7 separate regions of the Mus musculus genome follow, and regions 1, 2, 3, 5, 6 and 7 are each linked to region 4. The links are chromatin contacts, called in public Hi-C, HiCAR-type, capture Hi-C and promoter capture Hi-C maps. All regions are on one chromosome and are shown on one strand. The core of a region is the stretch at or near the end of the contact, and the rest is flanking DNA. Distances in the headings are between cores, read along the strand shown.

What was found. Promoter capture Hi-C pulls out the DNA fragments that hold promoters and counts their contacts. Hi-C and Micro-C count contacts between places; a contact is called where the count stands out from the background. HiCAR-type assays count read pairs that join an accessible place to other places. Capture Hi-C pulls out chosen DNA fragments and counts their contacts.
Region 1: a contact with region 4 is called in a capture Hi-C map of embryonic stem cells, with 4 times the contacts expected there. The contact joins the promoter of Pdxk here to the promoter of Cdc34 in region 4. A contact is called at or near these places in 6 of 39 promoter capture datasets (the 3T3-L1 cell line, the C10 cell line, hippocampal neurons and 3 more), 2 of 484 Hi-C or Micro-C datasets (the G1E-ER4 cell line and bone marrow-derived macrophages), 7 of 115 datasets of contacts at active chromatin or transcription factors (bone marrow-derived macrophages, embryonic stem cells, large pre-B cells and 3 more) and 3 of 9 other capture datasets (adipose tissue, embryonic stem cells and liver).
Region 2: a Hi-C map of myocytes shows a contact between it and region 4, with 6 times the contacts expected there. The contact joins the promoter of Timm13 here to the promoter of Cdc34 in region 4. A contact is called at or near these places in 2 of 39 promoter capture datasets (liver and pre-B cells), 1 of 484 Hi-C or Micro-C datasets (myocytes) and 1 of 9 other capture datasets (pancreatic islet).
Region 3: a promoter capture Hi-C map of pre-B cells shows a contact between it and region 4, with 2.9 times the contacts expected there. The contact joins the promoter of Ilvbl here to the promoter of Cdc34 in region 4. A contact is called at or near these places in 8 of 39 promoter capture datasets (the 3T3-L1 cell line, the C10 cell line, the HPC-7 cell line and 4 more), 1 of 484 Hi-C or Micro-C datasets (bone marrow-derived macrophages), 11 of 115 datasets of contacts at active chromatin or transcription factors (the 230-238 cell line, the NIH/3T3 cell line, astrocytes and 7 more) and 1 of 9 other capture datasets (embryonic stem cells).
Region 5: a HiCAR-type map of astrocytes shows a contact between it and region 4, with 3 times the contacts expected there. The contact joins the promoter of Syde1 here to the promoter of Cdc34 in region 4. A contact is called at or near these places in 10 of 39 promoter capture datasets (the 3T3-L1 cell line, 3T3-L1-derived adipocytes, the C10 cell line and 5 more) and 7 of 115 datasets of contacts at active chromatin or transcription factors (the 230-238 cell line, astrocytes, embryonic stem cells and 3 more).
Region 6: a promoter capture Hi-C map of liver shows a contact between it and region 4, with 6 times the contacts expected there. The contact joins the promoter of Cstb here to the promoter of Cdc34 in region 4. A contact is called at or near these places in 5 of 39 promoter capture datasets (cranial neural crest, embryonic stem cells, liver and 2 more), 3 of 484 Hi-C or Micro-C datasets (B cells, Th1 cells and bone marrow-derived macrophages), 12 of 115 datasets of contacts at active chromatin or transcription factors (the NIH/3T3 cell line, astrocytes, bone marrow-derived dendritic cells and 6 more) and 1 of 9 other capture datasets (macrophages).
Region 7: a contact with region 4 is called in a promoter capture Hi-C map of pre-B cells, with 4 times the contacts expected there. The contact joins the promoter of Pwp2 here to the promoter of Cdc34 in region 4. A contact is called at or near these places in 8 of 39 promoter capture datasets (the C10 cell line, the SN4741 cell line, cranial neural crest and 4 more), 2 of 484 Hi-C or Micro-C datasets (CD4 T cells and embryonic stem cells), 2 of 115 datasets of contacts at active chromatin or transcription factors (large pre-B cells and stem cell-derived neural progenitor cells) and 1 of 9 other capture datasets (embryonic stem cells).

The regions. Positions count from the first base shown.
Region 1 is chr10:78,463,366-78,466,418 of GRCm38.p6, forward strand. It overlaps Pdxk (pyridoxal (pyridoxine, vitamin B6) kinase), which reads right to left and starts at 1,583. Exons shown (of 11, transcript NM_172134.2): 1 at 1,396-1,583. The coding sequence starts at 1,482.
Region 2 is chr10:80,899,635-80,902,567 of GRCm38.p6, forward strand. Timm13 (translocase of inner mitochondrial membrane 13) reads right to left here and starts at 1,335. Exons shown (of 3, transcript NM_013895.4): 1 at 990-1,335; 2 at 848-916; 3 at 1-625. The coding sequence starts at 1,109. The coding sequence ends at 527. It overlaps Lmnb2 (lamin B2), which reads right to left. Exons shown (of 12, transcript NM_010722.5): 12 at 1,729-2,933.
Region 3 is chr10:78,573,260-78,576,375 of GRCm38.p6, forward strand. Ilvbl (ilvB (bacterial acetolactate synthase)-like) reads left to right here and starts at 1,732. Exons shown (of 15, transcript NM_001359302.1): 1 at 1,732-1,972. The coding sequence starts at 1,838.
Region 4 is chr10:79,680,599-79,683,465 of GRCm38.p6, forward strand. Cdc34 (cell division cycle 34) reads left to right here and starts at 1,597. Exons shown (of 5, transcript NM_177613.2): 1 at 1,597-1,992. The coding sequence starts at 1,816.
Region 5 is chr10:78,590,393-78,593,454 of GRCm38.p6, forward strand. Syde1 (synapse defective 1, Rho GTPase, homolog 1 (C. elegans)) reads right to left here and starts at 1,572. Exons shown (of 8, transcript NM_027875.1): 1 at 1,410-1,572. The coding sequence starts at 1,497. Gm30346 (a long non-coding RNA gene) reads left to right here and starts at 1,649. Exons shown (of 3, transcript XR_380602.2): 1 at 1,649-2,088.
Region 6 is chr10:78,424,141-78,426,975 of GRCm38.p6, forward strand. Cstb (cystatin B) reads left to right here and starts at 1,530. Exons shown (of 3, transcript NM_007793.3): 1 at 1,530-1,717; 2 at 2,787-2,835. The coding sequence starts at 1,652.
Region 7 is chr10:78,183,889-78,187,128 of GRCm38.p6, forward strand. It overlaps Pwp2 (PWP2 periodic tryptophan protein homolog (yeast)), which reads right to left and starts at 1,261. Exons shown (of 21, transcript NM_029546.2): 1 at 1,183-1,261; 2 at 170-282. The coding sequence starts at 1,200. Trappc10 (trafficking protein particle complex 10) reads right to left here. Exons shown (of 23, transcript NM_001081055.2): 23 at 1,534-3,240.

The sequences.
Region 1 (3,053 bases), core at 333-2,832, 1.2 Mb before region 4:
TCACTCTGTAGACCAGGTTGGCCTTGAACTCAGAAATCCGCCTGTCTTTGACTCCCAAGTGCTGGGATTAAAGGCATGTGCCACCACACCCGGCTCCTTAGTACAGTCTTACTTCAATGACCTTGTTACCCCAATCCTGGCCCCTTAAGCTAGAGAGCAAAGGTAAAGAGCATGAAGCACCAGACCAGTGCATTCTGGATAGAACAAGAATGCCTACACTAGACCGTGTGGGTGAAGCACTGTTTATCAACCAACAGGCGCTCAAACACTCAGCAACTGCCCTTGCCTACAGACTTTGATCTCCTATGCTGTATAATAACAATCAATTGCTCTATTTGTCTGGCAAGCAAGCCTGATTCAGGACAGTCCTCTATTGTCCTTAAATGCAGTTCCAGCCACCTGTTTTCCTTCCAAGTCCTTCTTTCAGGTCCATGGTAGCCAGAGGCTACACCCTAACATCTCCCAGGAATCAGTTTAATGGCTAGACATGAGCGGAAGGGGAACGGGGACCTGCCACCCTGCTCAGTGACCAGCCAAAAAAGATACATTGCAAGAGGCCACCACCTGGTTGCCCAGGCCAGCCCAATCTTCCTGCTGGACCGGCCAGGCAAGGAAGCTCCAGTCAGCTGATATTGCCTATGACCCCTATTCTAATGCCCATGACAACCTGGTTCCCTCCAAGGGCAACCAGTCACAAGCAGGAAGCACCACCTGCCAGAAATGATCAGAGATAGCCTCATTCATCACACATCTCACAGGAGATAGGATCTGGGAAGAAAAGGCTACAGCCCTTCTAACAGGTTGCTTCCAAAGCCAAACTCAGCAAACTATGCTGTCTTTTAGGAATAAAAGCAAGCACGCGGGAGGTGCAGAGTTCCAGCCCCATCTCTGCGGGTGACAGACCACCCTAAGAGTGTTCAGACCCAAGCGTGGGCCCAGCTTCCTCCTTGGTCCAAGTTCATAGAATGGGTAGAAGCAGAACGTGGATGTCTGCAGAGAGCGAGCAATCACTAGCCAATGTGTCTACCAAGAGGCTCTCCGCGCTCCCAAAGGAAAGGATTCTCCCAGCTCAGCATTTTAACGCTTCGGGAAGCCCCTGCCCACTGTTGGTCAGGCAGACGGAAGCAACAGGGACCCTCAGGCGCTACCGTGTGCGCCACAGCCGGGCAGGGGGCTTCGTGCCACCTGCACCACCCCGCTGTAAGCTCCCCAGGGTAGTCCACGCCCCCGGCCTGCCTGCGCCAGGATCTGCCCTCAGCGCGCCCAGCGCTCAATAGGGACCCAAAAGGATGGCCACAGGGGGCCAAGGTCATTAGTCGGAAAAGGCCACGCAGCGAACCCGTAGACCCGCAAGTGAGCAGCCCGGCCCGGTTACATAAGCAGTGGAGCGCATACCTGCAGAGGGAACATGGCCGCTCTGTTACCCACGTAGCCACGGACAACATGGCTCTGGATGGAGAGCACCCGGCATTCGCCCTCCATGCCGGGAAAGCTGTAGTGGCGCGTGGTCCAGGTGGTGTCACAGGCTGGGGTTGCTCAGGCCGCTCGCTCGGATTCTGCTCCGAGCGCTTTAAGCACGCGCAGTCGCTAGGCTTGGACGCGCTCCCCGCCTCCTCTGACCTCAACAGGCCGGCTGCTAACCCGCGAGTCCCGCGCGGCGAGGGGCGGGCTGAAGGCGGTGCCTCACGCAGGCCCCGCCCCTCCGGGCAACGGGACCTGTGGAATCCAGCACATGAGCTCCTTCCTCTGTGCTCCATCACGTGGCCTCACATCCCTTTTTGCAGATCTGTCTGTGCGTCAGGGGGTTCGCCTGTATCACACTCCACAGCACGGTACTTTCAGTACACACTGTTCCACCTCCTTGGCCCGCGGCGCTGATCACTCCATGGGTGGCATACTCCGGAGCTGCTGTCCAAAGAGTTTCCACTGAGCTCCAGAGCCTGAAGACCCTCAGAGATCAGGAGATCCTTTCCAGCCACGCGGCCTGCGTGGAATCCCAGACCCAGTAGGGCTCACAGGCATCTGATCTCAGGCTACCCTGAGTCAGGAGTCACGTGCCCCTTCTCAATATAATAAGAGATCTTCTCTAGGCTCAAGTCTGCTTAGAGCCACTCATGGGGACAGATTTGAAGGGGCTGCACTGGTCTTCCCCTCTTCACTACCCACCAAGTCCTCTCAGTCCTAGGGAAAGCGCACCTCTCTTCCTGTCCCATCTCCAGACCTACACTTGGCACTCCTGTGGTCACGGACACACCAGGGTCACAGATCAGTGGCACAGGCCAGTATGTCAAGTTTGCTTTATCTTGGTGAGAGAGAGTACTGGGGACCAGATCTGCTCTGAAGAGAAAGGAACATTCCCATTGCTTGGGGAACAGATCAGAAAAAGGAAGTGGTTTTGAGGCTCCGTTGGTGGGGTGCATACCAAGGCCCCAGCACCAGAAAAGCTGTAAAGAAGAACCAAGTTGTTAGGAAGGCTTGACTGGAATCAACTAAATGGAAGTACATTGGAGGAATAATTAATTGCTTGCTGATAGTAACGTTTGCTGGATACTATGTATGTGCTAAACATTTCTTGTAACTGAATCTTGCTAGCCTGGAGCAATGGTGTACATTTATAATCCCGGCATTTCTGTGTTTGTGTATGTGTATAGAAGACCTCTGGTGTTATACTTAGGGAGGGGCAATTCACTTTGAGCTTTTCTTTAGCTTTTTTGAGACAAGGTCTCATGATGTCTCTCTCCCTGATCCAGCTCACTATCTAAGCCAAGCTGGCTTTGAACTCAGAGACCCACCTAACTTGAGTGCCAGGATTAAAGGTGTATGCCACCACACCTGGAACTGCCTTGGATTTATTTTATGTATTCATTTACTTAGATACCCTACTAGGACCCGGAAGTTCTCTCTTAGTTTGTCTAGGCTTCCTGGTTATGAAGCCCCTGGGATCTACCTGTTTCTATTCCTCATTGCTGAGGTTACAAATGCTGTTCTAACCAGGCAGTGGTGGCTCACACCTTTAATCCCAGCACTTGGGAGGCAGAGGCAGGCAGATTTCT
Region 2 (2,933 bases), core at 85-2,584, 1.2 Mb after region 4:
AACCCACCCTCAAGTGCTGGGCAGACAGGTGTGCACCACACTTGGTTTATTCAGAGTTAAGGTCAGCACCCTGGGCCTCATGCATGATAGGTGAAGGCTACATGAAGCCTTGCTTCTTAACCTCGGCTGGTCTCCCCGGGATGACCAAACACCTGAGATCATGCTCCGAATTCCCTGAGAGCCAGCAGCCCACTGACCCCAAGGGGAAAGATACCCTGGGAGGTCTGGGCCTACTCAGGGGAAGGGACCTGAAGCAGTGAGGTGACACGCCTGCTTTACTGCCCCAGCAGCGATTTATTGGCCTGCTCTCCTGAGGTCACAGGTCAGTGGGGCCAGCCAGATCCCTGTGCTCTGTCGGGTCCTCACTCTCTTCTGAGATTGAGCTGGACGCAGCAACCCAGGGGAGAGGCCTCGATCCCCAAGCCCTCCATGCTGCCAGACTTCAGGGCGGCTAGGAGGAGACACCCTAACTGGCAGGGAAAACAGTTCAGACCATAAGCACGGTGTCCCGAGGCACAGGTCCCGGTCACATGTTGGCTCGTTCCCGCTGCAGTCGAGAGTTGTAGGCGCGGGACACGGTATTCCAGGCGTCCATGTAGCGGTCCATGCACATGGCGATGCATTTCTGCAAAGCGTGGAGGGGGATCCCTGACTGACGGTCACACGACCCGAGGATCACCCATGAAGGCTGCACCGATCTAGGCACAGAAGCCGGGTCCTCACCCCGCGCACGCGCACAACTTCCTCAGTAGCTAAGGCTAGAGGCCGCGCACGCGCACATCTCTCAACCTCCTAGACGCTCCTGACCCCGCGCCCCTCACCACCCCGGGTTCCCGAGATGTCTCACCTGCTCCGAGTTATCCAAGGAGCCCCCGGGCTTCCCGATGCACTTCCGGAAACACTTGTCCGTCATTCTCTGTGGACACACGCGAGGTCTCAGCGGGGACTCACCCGGGGAACCCCGCCACCAACCCCGGCGCGCCCCGCACCTGGAGCAGCTCCTGCGCGTTGGCCACGGCGATCTGCACTTTCACCTGCTCCATAATGGCCCCCGGGTCCAGCTTCCCGCCACCCGTGCCGCCAAAATCCGAGCCGAAGCCGCTGTCCATGGCTGCTCAGTCAACCGGGCCACGGTCGCGCACACCGACCATACGCCCCGGAAGCCAAGCCGGGGCACCACGGGAAACAGAGGCTGAGTCGATTCCCACAAGGCAGCGCGCGTCGTCAGCAGTCTGACAAAGCTGCGGCCTGAGTCACCATGGAAACAAGTTAAACTACACCTCCCACAAACCCGTGCGCGCCGTGCACTCTGACCTCGGAGGCTCTATGGGAAACTGCAAACTCCTGCTCCCACAAGGCTGTGCGCGCCGTCCCTAAGCACTGTCCTTTGGCTTCTAGAAAGGAAGGAAACCCGAACCACAATTCCCAGAAGGCTGTGCAACTTCCCGCGTGAGCCCACTGACTTTTGACGCCCTGGCAAGGGCTGGACCAGGGTCATTTTGTCCTGGACCTCCCCGCTGCGCATGCGTACAATATAAAATCCTCGCTGCTTTTTTTTTTTTTTTTTAATATGTTTTTTTTTTAAAGTTATACGGATGGTTGTGAGCCACCATGTGGTTGCTGGTATTTGAACTTCGGACCTTCGGAAGAGCAGTCCGGTGCTCTTACCCACTGAGCCATCTTACCAGCCTGCTGCTCCTATCTTAATCTGAAGATCTACTCTGAGGCTGCAGTTAAAGTCAATGTTTATTTGAGTATACAAAAGTTTCCAGTTGTAAAATGTATATTACAAATCATAGGCGTAAAAGAAAAGGTGGAACACACGTTTGGCATGCATCTTATAAAAGAAACAATCTGTAGAGCTGAGCGATGTGCGCAGTGCCGGCGGCTCCCCAGCAGCAGTGCCACTCCGGTAACCATCTCACCTAGCCAGGGCCAGAAACAGACCCCTGAGGACCTGCAGATTACTCTAGACCTGCTCCTCAAATACAAGGAAGCTAGCTCCAGTGCAGAGTACACCTGCCCTGTGGGCAAGGCAGCAGAGCTGCGCAGTGACTGCAGCCAGCCATAACTATCCAGGATCCAACGCCGGTCACAAAGAAAACGGAGGTATCTAGAAGCAGGAGGTGGCTGGTGGGTTCTGGAGGTTGGTGGCAGTGGTGGCATCCTGTGGCCAAGAGCTCTTGCCTTGGGGGAAGACTAGGCCTGGACTCTTCCTACCATCAGCTGTGCCAGGAGAGAGAAAGAACTCGCCCTAGCTCAGTAAAGGAAGCTGCCAGTTGTGGCAGCTCCAGGCCTGAACCCCCAGAGCATCATCCCAGTGAGCTGCGTTACTGACCGATGTAAAAAAATAAATATTCTTTAAAAAAATACCATGTGTCAGTGGTGGGGAGGTGACAGGTGAAACTGGCTGGCTCCTGGCACTAAGTTGCAGGGAAGCAAGTTTCCAGGCCTTGCCATCGAGGTGGGGCACAGAGGGGCCACACAGTATTCATACAGGAGAGGCCAGGAGCATAGCTAGTGTGGCCACACTCATGTGAGCAGTCACTGGCTGGGAACCTGCAGCCTTTGCTCCTGAAGGCACAACGCCCACGGTTTGCCTGTCCCCTTCAGTCTTAGGATGGGAGGCGTCGTCCCATGTGTGAACTCGCTCCTCCTTGGTCCTCCGCTTTAGAAGGGACTAGAACAATTCAGAATCTGGGACCAGAGAAGCCTGTGAATGCCCTGGAGCTGGGGACTGTTATAAACCCTTCAGATTCAGAGCACAAAGCTGGGCCATCCCTGGTTTCAGGTGCCATCAACTCCAGGAGAGGAGGGTCTGCCCTGTGTCCTAAGAGCCACCACATCCTGACAGGCTAGTGGGCCCCACAGCACTCTTGGATTCTGAATTTGATTTGATTTGAAAGGCTTCAAAGAAAACAACTGAATCACCA
Region 3 (3,116 bases), core at 482-2,981, 1.1 Mb before region 4:
TTCCCTTGGGTACCAGCCCAGCCTGGGACATCAAGTCATTATAGGACTAAGCATGGTCTCTCCCACAGAATCCCGACTAGGCAGACCAGCTGGGGGAAGGGGATCCAATGGCAGGCAGAGTCAGAGACAGCCAGCCCCTGCTCCAATTGTTAGGAGACTCACAAGAAGACCAAGCTGCACATCTGCTATAAATGGGTAGAGAATCTAGGTCCAGCCCCTGCACTCTCCCAAAACAACTCTTATGGAATGGCAGGGAAAAGCCTACCTTGTTTGATTCAAGACGAAATTGGAGGCATGCTCACAGCCAGTAAGCATAAATAATTCATACGGTAGTTTGGCTAAAAATAGTTGAGTAGGTTTTTGTGGGTACCCATGGCTTTGCCTGTGCTAGGCAAATGTTCCATCACAGAACTTAATCAGAGACCATAGTTGCTGAGAAGGGATGGCTGAACGATCAGCTTTAAACAGGGCATTTATACCATGGCTTGCAAAGGTCAGGGAACACCAAGGAAGAGGAAGTGGAAAGAATATAAGAGCCAAAAGATGGGGAGAAAGGCTGTGGAATGCTATCTTGTGGACATGACACAGCTGAAGCGATTGTGATTTTTGGTTGGTCTCTATGCACTCCTGCTTGTCCTGGAACTCACTATGGAGAAGAGCCTGGTCTTGAACTCGGAATGGTGGGAATAAAAGCACATACTATTACACTGGTTTACATTGTTAAATATCCATTGTTCAGGCTTCAACAAATAGCTCAAAACTCTTGGTTACACAGATGGTCCTGATTAAAAGCCAGTCAAAGAAAAAGACATAAATTGGAGAAAGGGATTTGTAAGACAGATCGGAGTTTGTAAAAGGTCCCCAGATGCTGGAAACCTGGAAAATGACTGAACCGGCCTGGCACCAAACACTAGGGAGTTCTCTAAACATCCTGCAAAGCCTCACAGTGGTCCAGGAAGGGGAGGGGCTTGCATATGTTGCGGTCGGGAATGCGGGTTCTGGGGAGCTCGGGTGGGGGGTGTGTCACAGTCCACGCCCGTGGAACGTGCCGCGAGATGGTTCTCGCGGGTGTGGAAGGCGCGGTGTAATGTTAGCCAATTAGAGGCGAGAGAGAGAAGCGACCAATGATAAACGTCTCTTTCGGATAGCTTTTTCAGCGAGACTCCAGTTTGGCGCACGCGCGTCTCGTTGAACTACGGGGCGCTGCAGAGCCAAGTGGGCAAAAGGGGCACCACTCCACACTCCCCAGTCACGTGACCCAGAAGCGGCAGAGTTCCACTGCAGTCAGGGACCTTTCCTATAGGCAAAGGTCATAGGGCCTTGTTTGGGGATGGGTGGAAGGGAGTTCTATGTAGTGGAGCTGAAGGCGCATCCTATTGAAAAGTGACCTCGGCTGAAGGCCAAAGGTCAAGAGTCTGGTGTGTGTGGGGAGGGTGGGGGAGCGTACCCTAGGCTGCGCGATCCGATGGGGGTGTGGCCTTACGACTCAATGATGTAAGCGCGAGGCGGGCTCTCCGCTGAGCCCCAGTCCAGCGTTGAGGAGGGTGGGTTCTGCATGGGCTCGTTAACAGATAGGTAAGTAGGAATTTCAACCTTGTTTCGGTGCTACTGCGATCGCCTTGACCTGCTGTGGCCTACTTTTAGTTTGAAGGTGGTGACGTCAGGGGGCGGACTTAGCCTCACTGGGGCGTGGCTTTAAGTCCAGTCTAGATGCGTCTGTGGGCGTGGCCTGGCAGGTCGGGGAGGTGTGGCCCAGGTCCGGCGGACGATCCTGCTTCCGGATTAGATTATAGTACTAAGATTCTGGCTCTGTGCTTTCTTACTTAGGTTCTGCCTCATGGAAACTTCTGCGGCCGCTGCATCTGCGGGAGGCTTCTTCCCCTCCTTCCTGCTCCTGGCGTTTGGGACGCTGGTGGCTGCCGTGCTGGGCGTCGCTCACAGACTGGGGCTCTTCTATCAGCTGATGCACAAGGTGCTTAGGGTAGAAGGAGGGCTAGGGGTAGGAGGAAGGCACTAAAGGTGTTTCTCCAGCTCATCCACTGTGCAGGTGTGGAAAGCGAGTCCCAGCTAGTCTAGAAGTGGCTGGTTGGGAGATTCTTTACAGAGCTCTGTCCCTTTGCCAAACTGTATATGGGCCTGGACTTTGTAACTAGTACGAGATAATGGGGAAATTGTCGTTGTCTGGACAGCACACATTCTCCGCCTACCTCCATACCCAGGGGCCTGAGTCATTTTAACAGAGCAGGCCTTTTAAACATAGTGAGATTGGTGGGCTGAAGGTAGGCAGGGGAGGGAATGGGCTCTGATAGTAAGCCCTTCTGAGGAACTGTCTTAGCATATTTCGTACCATCTTCACCAAAGTAAGTGCTATAATTTCTGTCCTTGTGCCCACAAGAGGCAAATGATCTACAGAGAAGTTTAGTATTTTCTCTAGATGACAGATTTGGGAAAAGCTGACCCCACAAGTCATACTTATAAACCACTTGTTCCATTCTGAGAAATTCTTGCCCTTACCCAGTCCCTTTTCTTCTAGACAGGGACAGTGCCACTGACCTTGAAGTATGTAGGGATCGTGAAGCTACTGAGGCTTGGATGCTCAGGGTAGTCTGTGCCAGGAGTCACTTCCGTGCTAGGCATATGGCTGCTGGCAGCATGTCAGCTGGACCTGTGCCTCACTAGCAGAGGGAGGCAATAGGCTGGATGGAGTTAGCACTCCAAGTGCCAGGCCCTGCAGGGATACTAGGAAGCAGGCACACATCTAAGCCAGGGGCCTTCTGCCTCTTGCCAGGCTCTCCTGGATTCTCTGTAGATTTAACCTCTATCTCCTTTCTTCTCAACTGGCCCAGTATCTCTGGAGCAGGCATTATAATCTCCAGAGCCACTTAAGAACATAGGCTTTATCTCAGTCTGCTACTTGGTAGGCTGGGGAGAGATGGTCACAAATTCAAGCCCTGCCTAAGCTACATAAGGAGTTCAAAGCCTCGTGAGACCTTGTCCTAGTAAAAGCTGATGATATAGCTCAGTGGTTAGAGTGCTTGTCTAACACTATCTATGCCCAGGGTTCAATCCTCAGTACAGTTTCAAAAAGAACATTTCTTCTGTTGGAGTCTATCACT
Region 4 (2,867 bases), core at 347-2,846:
CCAGAATGTTCTGACTGGATGTCCCCTTGCTGTGAGGAGACCTGGATTATCCTCATCAGATGACCAAGGTCTGTGACTGGGGACTTGGATCATGACATCCATGTCCTAACATGTCAAGGTAGATGACCCCAGTCACCAGAAGCCAGGCCAACACCCTTCCCAGATGCTCAATACCCAGCATTCACGATATCTTTGAAGCCCAGGTGCAGGCTCGCCTGGGAGTAGGGAGAAGTATGTTCCACCTGAAGGGAGGGGCACCCTGTCCGTTTATACATCAAGGGCTTCCTAAGTGCAGGCTGTGGGAGTGGTCATCTCAGACACACAGGAAAACCTGAGCTACTTGCTATGTGCTGACAACTAGGTGACAGTGTAAGATGGGCAGTGTGACATGCACAACAGGGGCAGATACTTCTGGAAGTCCTTGGAAAAGAGCGTGACCAGAAAGACTTCTAGCCCAAGAGTCTAGGGCTCCCAGGGGGAGGACAGCCAAGGTAGTGCCACACATGAAGTGGCATTGGACCCTGGGCTCTTCCCTGGTCATATCAACCAGCCCCACCTTTGACACCGTTTCCCTGTCCCCAAACAGGTCTACCTGCTATCCCCGACATGACAGGATGTCGGAGCACCTGTGGTGGGAGCTGCCCTTTCCCAGCCCCAAGTGTTGATGCAGCTGTAGTCCTCCAGAACGCCCACAGTCAGGGTGAGTGGCCAGTACAGCCTAGGGACAGAACCACCCACCCCTAAAGGTCACGGGTACACCACACACACACCCTGCTGCAAAGCTTAAATATGCTGCCACCACCAATACTAATGACCAAATGTCCAAGAAAGGAGTTATGGGTGTCTGTGCTGAACAACCTCAAGGTCTTTGCGTGTCTGTTCCGGATCCTGTAAACTTTTGGGTTATGCCTCACCACTGCTTTCTGGTCGATTTAAGCAAGACTAGGGTGTGGTCAAAGGTCAGTCTGAAGGGGTTCAGACTCCACCTCCTGGAAGCCACGTCTGCAAACCCCAAGTCGTTGATTCCCTGCGCTTCTACCTGAGCCCATAGAGACCAAATGGGGCCATCTAACGCTTCATGCTGGGAAACAGGGGCGGATCCTGCTCCGCTCCCGCACAAGCCACGCCCAATTCCCCACCCACAACCACGCCCCCTGAACGTCACAAAAAAAGGCCCCCAAAGCCGCAGCTGCCACTCCGCAGCGCGCAGCCCGGCCCTGCCGGCCACCCCGCACACAGGCATCCGCGGAGCTCTTCCGGCCGGAGGCGACGGCGGCCTCCGGAGCTTCGGAAACGCAAGGCGCCTGCGCGGCAGGGCGGGGGACGACGACTACACTTCCCGGTGTGCCCCGCGGGCGGGCGCGCAGACACATTCCGGACCCGGTGGAGGCGTCGCACAGGCGCATTCTAGACCCGGCAGTGGCGCGCAGGTGCATTTCCGGCCCGGCAGCAGCGGCGCGCAGCCGCACTCTAGGCCCGGGTGTGGCACGCAAGCGCTTTCGGGGCCCGAAGGAGGCACGCAGGCGCATTCGGGGTCGGGAGCCGGTGCGCAGGCGCATTCGAGGCCCGGCGGCTGCGGCGCGCAGGCGCGTTAGGCGCGGGCCGGGCCGGGCCGAAGCGAGCGCCGGGCGGGCAGCGGCGCCAGAGCGAGTGGAGCCTTCGGGGTCCCCGGGTGGCGGCGGCGGCGGCGGTGCAGAGGAGGAAGGCGGCGGCTCTCCCCCTGCCGGCGCGCGACCCGGTCCGTCTCGCGAGCTCGCGCCGGTCCCGCGGCCCGGCCCGGCCCCGGGCCCCTCCGTCGCCGCCGCCGCCACCGCCATGGCCCGGCCGCTGGTGCCAAGCTCGCAGAAGGCGCTGCTGCTGGAACTGAAGGGGCTGCAGGAGGAGCCGGTGGAGGGCTTCCGGGTGACGCTGGTGGACGAGGGTGACCTGTACAACTGGGAGGTGGCCATCTTCGGGCCCCCCAACACCTACTATGAGGGCGGCTACTTCAAGGTGAGCAGAGCCTCAGTTTCCTCTTTGTGCCTGCCTCTCTCCCAGGCTCCTCGTGCAAAGCGGCTCCTCCCTTTTTTGTTGGGCACGTGCTGACCTTACCCCGGGGACTGGTCTCCCTAAGCTGTCCTCCAACAGGCTACAGGATCAGGGACTGCTAATGTATGCCGCATGCCCAGGCAACTCCCCACCACGAGACGCAGGGGCCTCTAGAGCCTGCTGCTGGTCAGCGTGTTCCCAGGTTGTCCTACACTGGACTAAACTTGTACCTGGGAAAGGATCTTTCCCTGTTGTCCCCACCCTTCCATAATGCTTCTGGTAAAGGGTCTCTCCGGGGACAGTTGTTTTCCTTCTTGTCCCGTCCCCCTCTCAACCCCCCCCCTCCGGTTAGTTCCCCCTACCCCAAGACACAGAAGCCTCTGGAGCCCCCTGCTGGCAAGCATTTTCCCAGGTTGTTCCTCACCCTACCAGCATGTGGTAAAACCTGGAAAGGTTCTTAGGTTGTCCCAAGACATAAAGGACCACGGGCAGCTGCTAGCTGGTATCCCAAGGCCCTGCCCCCTACGCTGGAACACAGAACCAGGGCAGCCGCTGGCCGATGTGTCCCCAGAGAAGGGACGTGTAGCCTGGACAGCCACCTGCTCCAGTTCCAGTAGAGGCCCTGATAGGGCCTTGGCAGCCTTGCCTGCTTGGACAACAGCCACCTTTAGCCCTAGCCAGGCTTTATGTAATGCATTCCAAGGGGGCAGTGGGGGGTCCACCCTGAATCTTGGAGCCACACCCTGGGTTCCTTCTTTGGGCCCTGGACCCTAGAGCTCTGTGTTTGCCCCACCCTGACAGCCTTTCTCAGGTTCCACTGAACAGGTGGCTTCTTAGGG
Region 5 (3,062 bases), core at 322-2,821, 1.1 Mb before region 4:
AACCAGCTGTTTTGTTTGGTCCTAGCAGCTAGCTAATACTTTTGCAGTCCTAGCTTCAAGGTCCCCTGCCCTAGCCCCTAGTAATGCAAAAGGGACTGTGAATCAGCCTCAAGAGTCCAGGTCAAATGTCCTTGGAACCTCAGGACATTTCGGCTCTGTCACCCCTCTCCCAGACATTCCATTAATCCTAGAATCTTACGCCTGCCCCTTCTCATTGAGTGGCCTTGAGCAAGGCATTTTTCCTGATGCTCCATGTCTTGTTTATGAGGAGATTCAGTATTATCATATTCTCTTCTCGACCCCCTTCCAGCTTGGAGCTCAGTGTGAGAAGCAACTTTAGACAATAGGATCTGTAGCCCTGCTCAAGGCCCTAGTAGCTGCTGCTGGGAAGGCAGGGCAGGGAACGCTGGTTTCTTTTTCATTCAGCACCCTTTTCCCATTTCCCAAATCCTGCCCACAAGTTCTCTTGGATCTTGCCCCTCAGCCCAAGCCAGATTTCTACAGTCAGTGCCCCGTTACCCCGCCCCCCTTATCTTGGCTCTACTTTCTCTGACATCATGGTCGATTTCCTGTGTGTGTTTATGTGTGGGCACCCGGATCCCTTCTCTGGCCCTGGGACCCTTGGGATGCCCTGGGAACGGCCCGGGAGGAAGAGTCAGGTCCTTGGTATAGTGGCCTCCCTCCTTTAACTGCTTCCTTCCGAAGCCCCCTACCCATACAGCTTTCGTTCCTTTCCATTTCATTCTTGCTGTCTGTGGACCCCCAGATTTAAGGATCTTCTATTTCCACCCTTTGGCCCTCTGTTTCAGGTCTCTGTCATCAGTAGCATAGTCCAGAGGATTGTTTAAAGTCAGTTCACAGGCCCGGGACAAATCACCCAACAACCACGTGCCTCAGTTTCTCTGTCTTAATAAACAGGACGGTTTCTTGGGGCTGGCCACAGTAGGTGCGGCTGCAGCCTCTGGAGCGATGGTGGCATGGAATTGGGGAAAAGACTGCAATAATAAATATAACCCCGCACGACCTCTCTTTAGTACAGGAGTGTGTACCCAGGAGAGGTGCCCACCACCCAGCCATGTCGATGCCACACAGCTGTCCTCACCTCCCGCCCCTGCCCCGCCACTCTCTGGGCGCCCCTTCGAGGCCCCATTTCCTGTCAGGGGTGAGGCCCCCCTGCGGGGCCTTGCAAGGATCCCTGGGGCTGGCATCTCAGGCCAGCTGCACATAACGGTCCGTGCCCCCCGCCCCAGCCCCCCAGCCTTACAAAGATCCGGTGCATATTCCTCTCTTGCATCAGGGCTCGCTCCCGGCTTACCCACTAGGTCCCGCTGCGTACCCTACCGGGGACCTGGGGATCTGAGGCTGAGTGGGGCTCCCTTCTCTTACTTTCCGAGAGTCCCCGCACTCACCGCGGTCCTTGGCTTCTGACTTTTTTCGAGGAAGTTTCTCACGACCCCGCAGGCGGGAGAAGGTCTTCCTGAGCAGCGGCTCGGCCATGCTTGGGCCGCGGCCGGCCGAGTGCGCGCCCCGGGGCTGCGGCCGCCCGCCCCGCCCGCCTACCCCCCCCCCCCCACCGGCCCGCTCCAGCAGGAAGCGCATTCCGGGAATGCTTGGCCTTAACTTTTTTTTTTTTTTTTTCTTTTCCTTTCCCGCGGCCCGAGCAGGCGATGCTGGGAGATGTAGTCGCCTGGGGCCGGGAGGGGACATGATGGGGTGCTGGGCTGATCTAACTCTTCAACTATGAATGTCATGGCATAGGCTGGGCCCCCCATAACCATCCTCCTTGTGTGATGGCATGCAGCACATTCTGTCGGCTCCCCCAAACCGCATCCAAGGCACACATCAGCTCATGTCTTTCCTCCTGTCCGTCCATCCATCCCCACATCACCCAGTACCTCGACCACGATCTTTCCTTGGGAACCCCAAATGCCCCCAACTCAAGTTACTATTGCTGCTTATTGACCCTCAAGCTTAGTGGTTTCAGACAGCCGGGATGCTCACTGTCAGGAACATGGACGCGATATAGACGATGCAGTCTGCTGATCTCTACTCAGTCGAGAACACAGCAAGGATAGGTGTATCTCGAAAGTAAGTGGTGAAATCGGAGGTTGTATTATTATTTTTTATTTAGTACTGAAATACCGGAGGCTGGACAACTTTCTAAAGTAGACTGAGTTCATGTTGATGTCCTAGCAGCACTCCTTAAGACAGGAAGAGAAAAAAAAATCTTAGGTTTGGGCTGATTCTTACAACTTAAGTTTACTTTTTATTATGAATATGTGTGTGCTTCTGTGTGTATGGCACATGGATCGGGGTGTGTGTGTGGGTGCCCAGAAACGGCTGGGAAACAAGCACTTTTAACTGCTAATTTGGTCTCACAGAACCGTCTTCTGAAGGCCAACTCCCGCCGATAGGCTCCTTTCACCATGACTAGCCTATTAACAGGGCCACATAGAGGACTAAACTTTCAACACATGAACTGTGGCACAACTAAAGTTCAGGTCTCTTAACTGGTGCCAGACACAGGCTGGACCTCCACTGGGATAGTGGACTAAGCACCTATGTGGACACCTCTGTGTCCTTGGCTTCCTCCCAGTTCAGTAGTTTTGTGGTAATTGGTGGGTATGCAGGCGTCTAAAAGTTAAGAGTGCAGATGAGTAGAAGGAAGACCTGCCCAGCTTTGCTTATCCAGGCACATGTGGGAGGAGAAACTGTGGTGCTGCAATAGTTTGAAAAGATCTAGTACATTCTAAGAGACTGGAACTTTTGCTAGACCTTACAGCCAGAGATAATACCACACCTGGAAGTCACCCACGACTGCTAGCCTCCTATGTACTCATTGAGTAAGAGAACAATGTAGCAATCAACTCTACTTGTTTTGGATTTCCCATGCAATCAACTTCTTACAACCTATAATGTAATGCATACCTGGACTCTTAGATTAGGTACTCTTCCCGGCCCCTCACTCAGATAATGCACACGAAAGCAACACTTGCAGAAGCAGAAGCAACTTTCTACCAAAAAAACGTCGAAAGTATCCATTTACAGAAATTAGTTGATAA
Region 6 (2,835 bases), core at 280-2,779, 1.3 Mb before region 4:
AACCACACAAGAGAGTCGATACTGGGCCATTTTGAAATTTCCTCTGCCAGCTCAACTAATCCCAAAGACTTAAATTTAGCCTCACGAAGACTTTTTAGACAAGAGCAAAAAAGCAACCACGTTCTTAGCCAAAGCTCGAGAACAGTCTGTAGGCCACATACAAATAGTTTTGTCCTCTGAAACCTCTTGAACCAGACCCCCAAAGCTCACATCACCTTCATCACCACTGTCTTCCATATTCCTACTACTATGGCCCTATGAACTATTAAGTGATCAATTGCTTTTCTAACCCAAAATCCACATTCCTCCAAACAAAAGCATGGCCAGGCCTAATCCCAGCAATACTCCAGTGTCTGGTACTAACTTCTGTTTTAGTTTGGGTTGACTGCCACCACCACAAGTCTCCATGTATGTCTGGGCACCACTTGCATCCCTAGTGCCCATTGAGGCCAGGGGGTGGAGAAATAGGATCCCATGGAACTGGAGTTGTGAGCTAGTATGTGGGAGCTGAGAATTGAACTCAGGTCCTCTGGAAGAGCAGCCAGTTTTCTTAACTGCTGAGCCATCTCTCCAGCCCCTCACTTGGCTCTTTGACTGGGTTCCAAATATCAAATTCAGGCTGTCGCACTTCCGTGGCAAGCCCCTTACCATGAGCTACCTCTGCACCCCCAAATTATTTTTTTTAAGCCAAGGTCTCACTGCATAGTCAGGTTAGCTTAGCCTCTCAAGTGCCAGGATTGCAGGTGTATACCATCATGTCCTGCTATCCAACTGTGACAGTTTTGCAAACGGAAACTCGGGTTTGAAGGTCACTCAAGTAAGAGCACTGACAGAGGGCATATCCGGGGTCCTCATGGTTCCCAGCCTGTGTTGGGTGTGTGAGAATAGAGTCTCACCCAGAATAGACCACCTACCCAGCTCTGTGGGGCTGGGGCTGGGATCCCCAAGCCCCGCCTACCGCCTGACAAGGCCATGTCATTCAAAAAGAATGGAATTCCCAGATAAGCTCTTATTTCATGGGGTTATCCGGACCCAAAAACTAAGTCCACGTTGGGGAGGGGAGGAAAGGATGGGGCCAGGGGTCAAGGAACAGGGATCTGAGACTTCTAGGTCCTCAATCATCTATTTCTGTATCCACTCTATGGAAGGAGGGATAGGGACCCATCAAGACCCCCACTTAATAGTCACAGGACAAGGGGAAATTGAGATGTCCAGGGCTGTACTTCGTGTCCACCTACTCCATGGAAAGACTAGGACCCCTTCTCACATCTCTGCATCCTGTGAGGACCCGGAAGCCCCTAAGCCGGGTCAGAGATACTCCTACAATCACTTCACGACCATTGAGGGGCAATCAGGACTCCCAGCCTCCAAACCCTTCTTAGCGTCCGTTCAGGGAAAGGACGTGAAGCACCCACCATGCCTCACCCTCCGCCCACGCCCAGCCTGGGTCTCCTGACTCTGCCTGGAACGGAGGGTGGTGACAGTAAAGAGAGCGAGCGAGAGGGTGCGGCGCCCCGCCCCGTCGCTCTGTCACGTGCTACGGGTCCGGGGGGGCGGAGCCAAGCCAGGTTTTTCTAGGGTCCAGGCACCCAGGTCTCCTAGTTGGATCTGTCTTCAGCTTCTCCGTGCTACCCCGACTACTGCTGCCAAGATGATGTGTGGCGCGCCATCTGCCACAATGCCAGCCACGGCCGAGACGCAGGAGGTCGCCGACCAGGTGAGGCTGGGCCCAGGTCAGGCCAGTCTGAGCCAGGCCTGCGGAGACCCGGCGGCCTCAGGGACCGGCCTGCCCAGACTGGTCAGGTCCTGCAGCGGGTTTCCGGGGCGGCCACAAGTGTGACTGGGAGCTGGGGGCTCTGGATCTGGTTGGAAGATTCAGGGCCGGGAACTGGGGCGAGTCTTCTGCCGCTTGCATACAAGAGGGCCACTCACCTATTAGGGAACTAGCCCCGGGATCGGTGGAGGGATCCGGTGGTCCCAGAGAATTCAGGAAGGCAGCTGTTAGAACCTAGACGGCACCTTTTTGACTTACACCCAGGCCTAAACAAGAGAAAGCCAGACTGGGCTACTGTGCTTGTCTCCTCAAAAGAAAGAGCTAGGACTGTTTAGCTCAGTGGCAGGAATTCAACTGATACCACCACCACCATCACCAACACCGCCCCTCAGGGAAAAAAAAAAGGATCAAAACCAGAAGTTGTAGAACTTGCTTGTGCCTAGTCTGAAACGAGGGGGTGGACCTTGGGCCTGGGCTGCCCTTCCTGTGACTGTTAGCAGAGCAGAGATTCAGTACAAGGTAGGGGGAGGTTCAGGGTATTAGCAAGAGAAGAAAAGTTAAACAAATCCTCTCTTCAGCTCTCCTGCCACGCCCCAAGCCCAGGACCCTGTCCACTAAGCCTAGCTGATCTTGGGAGGTGTTTGCTCTGACTGAAGTGGCCAAGAAGGAGTGAGTCAGCTCCATGAGACCCTAGAAATGAGGAAATGTTACAGACACACTGGCCAGGCAAGGGAACCTTGGCCACGTGCCACATCAGCACTCAGGAGGCAGAGACAGGCGAGTCTCTCTGAATTTGAAGCCAGCCCAGTTTGCTTAGTTCCATGCCAGCCATAGCTACATAGTGAGACCCTGTCCCCCCCCCCCCCAAAAAAAAGGAGCTGTGTTGTTCTTTATCAGTGGGGCCAACAGTTTACCATGTCCCCCGGAATGAGGAGTATTGAAGGCTGGCAGTGTGTGTGTGTGGGGGCACCTGTGCATGAATCTAAGTCCTTCCTTCTCACCCACCATCCAGGTGAAGTCCCAGCTTGAATCGAAAGAAAATCAGAAGTTTGATGTCTTTA
Region 7 (3,240 bases), core at 11-2,510, 1.5 Mb before region 4:
AGAGTAATGCTGGTGTTCTAGATACTAGAATGAAAAACGAGGACCTCAGCAGGCAACTCTACCATGACCTGTGTCCTCCTAAATCCAGTAGTCCTGCAAGCCACAAAGAGGATGGCTAGCCTTCACACGGAGGATAACGTCCCTGCTAACATTGTCTCCCCATACTTACTTCTTAAGGTCAAACACAGTGACTCTATTTCCCACGGGGCTGATAACAGAATTTCCATCATGTGTGAAATTTAAGTTTCCACACCGATAAACCGTACCCAACAAATTCGAGAACTGCAAAGGAAATGAATCAGTTTTAACACAGAGAACACAGCGTCAGCTCTCTGAAATGGTGATGAGAGGCATCTGGGCATAGGTAGTAAAGTACCTGACCATAGGTGTGTCCTGCCCCTGGGCAGAGGAGGAACCCAACTTAATTCTCAGGAGCCCAGGGTTCCCTTGAATGGTACTATACTCCCAAGACAGGAAGCATTTGCCAGGCACAGAAGGGCACAGGATCTCCATTCTAAGAGAAGCTGCTTCAGTGAACAGGGCTGCAGGAGATGCTCACCACGCCCACCGTGCTAAGTATCAGTGCCCCGGTGTATCCATTCAGTTATCAAAGGCAAGCATCTCCATCCAGCAGACACAGCTGGGTGTAGAGACCCGAGCCTTGTGTTCTATGTCCACATAGAAACGGCACATAGGCAATTGGACAGATGTCCAAACACTGCAAAGCCCAGCAGAGCAGTAGGGTAGTTGCTTACTGGGATTGCCTGGGCTAACTAAGGCAGGAGTCGATCTGGGGTGTAGGTGGGCAGCTATGCAACGAGATAACACCAGGCAGAGCTAGGCTCCTAAGAGGTATGATCAGCAGAGGAGCGCTGTCGAGACTGCTCCAAGAACTGGCGGCCCTGTAGAGAGCTGGGTGTTGCTTGAAGTTTGTTGTTAAGAGCCTTTCAGCAGCTATTGCTGTGTTGTCTGGCAAGAGGAGTTTGGACAGGGCTGGGTACAGCCCGAGACCTGTTGGGTAGGAGCCCGGAGCTCCTGGTATAAACCAGGAGCAATAGATTGCGATGGGTCGACCCACTAGTGCTTCCCACAGGCAGCCGAGATGACAACGACCTCGGTCTCTCCCGCGTCCTCGGAACCTTCCATCGCCCTCCCGTTGCCCCTGCCCGGCCCGCCGCTCACCCGGTAAGCGAATTTCATCCTGGAACCACACGTGGGGTACCGTACTGCAACCACTTCCGGAATACAAACAATCTCCGGCGCTTAAAACGCGCACTTCCGGGGCGGAGCCGCAACCCTAGTGTCCTGGGAAGCCCCGCCCGTCCCTCCCTCACCCCCACTCCCGCCACCACCCTGCCTCTACGCAGGCGCTGCGTAGCGGTGAACTAGCTGAGACCGCTAGGACGGTGGAGAATGGAGCTAAGTTCTAGGTCTCCATGCAGAGCCCAGTCCGGAGCTGAGAAAGCGAGCAAATCGTCACACACTCGCCTGTAACCGTGCAAAACAAAAACAAAAACCCAAGTTCAAACGGAGTTTCTTCTTAAAACGTGTATTTTTAGAATTTTAATGCTTACACTTTAAACGATCTTAGTACAGCGGCCTTACTCTGACATTATGTTACAGAACACTGTGAAAATGGAACCAACGCCTGCAGTGTCAAGGTGCGGCCGTCACCTTTCCTAGACCCCATCCCAGAGAACAAGAGCTGCCAACTCTCTTACAGAGAAAGGTGTCTTCATGAGAAATAACAGAACTACCAACATTTTAGATCTCCCCTTTGTTTTATTCTTAATATATATAATTAGAAAACCGTAGAGAACTCAGAAATATGAAACTCAGGGGGTGGGCGGTGAACTCAAGAGCCAGACTCCACTCTAAAGGACTACACACGGATGCGGGAGGCTAGCAGTGCCGGGTGGAAGCTTTTCTGCCAGGATCAAGTCTCAAAGACCTCCCCACACATGGACTTGACATCTGCAGGCCAACTGTCAAAGGTTTACCGAAAACAGAGTTCAGAGGGCTGTAGACATTCAGTAAGTACCAAGTTCTAATTTGCATACCCAGCTCCCCAAGTTTATTAGTTTTAAACTGCACATAAAATAGGTTTTCAGAGGGTTTTAAATAAATGTTTGTTTTTTTTTTGTTTTTTTTTTTTTTAAGGTTTATGTGAGTACACTGCCACTGTCTTCAGACACACTAGAAGAGGGCATCAGATCCCATTACATATGGTTATGAGCCACCATGTGGTTGCTGGGATTTGAACTCAGGACCTCTGGTAGAGCAGCCAATGCTCTTAACCACTGAGCCATCTCTCCAGCCCCAGTGTTTATTTTCTTTAAGCATTCCTCCAATTCCTGCAAATGAAAACCACTTGGTGGTGGTGTGTTGTGGGCGTCGTACTATCCTTTATTTACTGGCTGAGTTAAAAGCAAATACCCTGGGGCTGGAGAGATGGCTTAGCAGTTAAGAGCACTGAGTACTCTTCTGAAGGTCCTGAGTTCAAATCCCAGCAACCACATGGTGGCTCACAACCATCCGTAATGGGATCTGATGCCCTCTTCTGGAGTGTCTGAAGACAGCGACAGTGTACTTACATATAATAAATAAACAAATCTTAAAAAAAAAAAAAAGCAAATACACTGAATACTGAAAGTGTTGGCTTGGTTCTCCTGGTTCTCTCTGTGCCCCTGACTCTGGGCCCAAACATGGTCCCCAGGGGGCAGCGACTCCTGAAGAGGGCTCCCTCCTCTCCCAGCTTTCTACCTCAGGTCCCACTCACAGACACCACGCCAATAAGCCCAGAGCACTCTATCTCCTATATACAAAAATACATCACTTTGGAGGACTGAGAACGTTTAATACATACAGCATCTATTTACAATCTATGACTTCCACACCAGTAAAAACAAACACACATTTATTTTGTCCTTGATTTTTGGTGCAACTTATACACAAACATTACATCAGTTAGTCTGTACTCTTAAAAATAATAAATCAACAATATGTACAATCAAATTTACAACCAAAAGTAAATGAACCCGTTGGTGCGGTATGACTGCAACCCAGTGGCCCAGCTGAGGTCCTCCAGGCCCTGAGTCCTTTACGACTGATCAGAGCACAAGAGAGGCCCCTCTCATCTTCACTCCAGATGGAGCATCTTCAGTTCCAAGACTTAAGGTGCAAAAGATGTCGATTATACAGCTACAATACATGAGCAGACTTTAAAGTGAGAGAAAACAT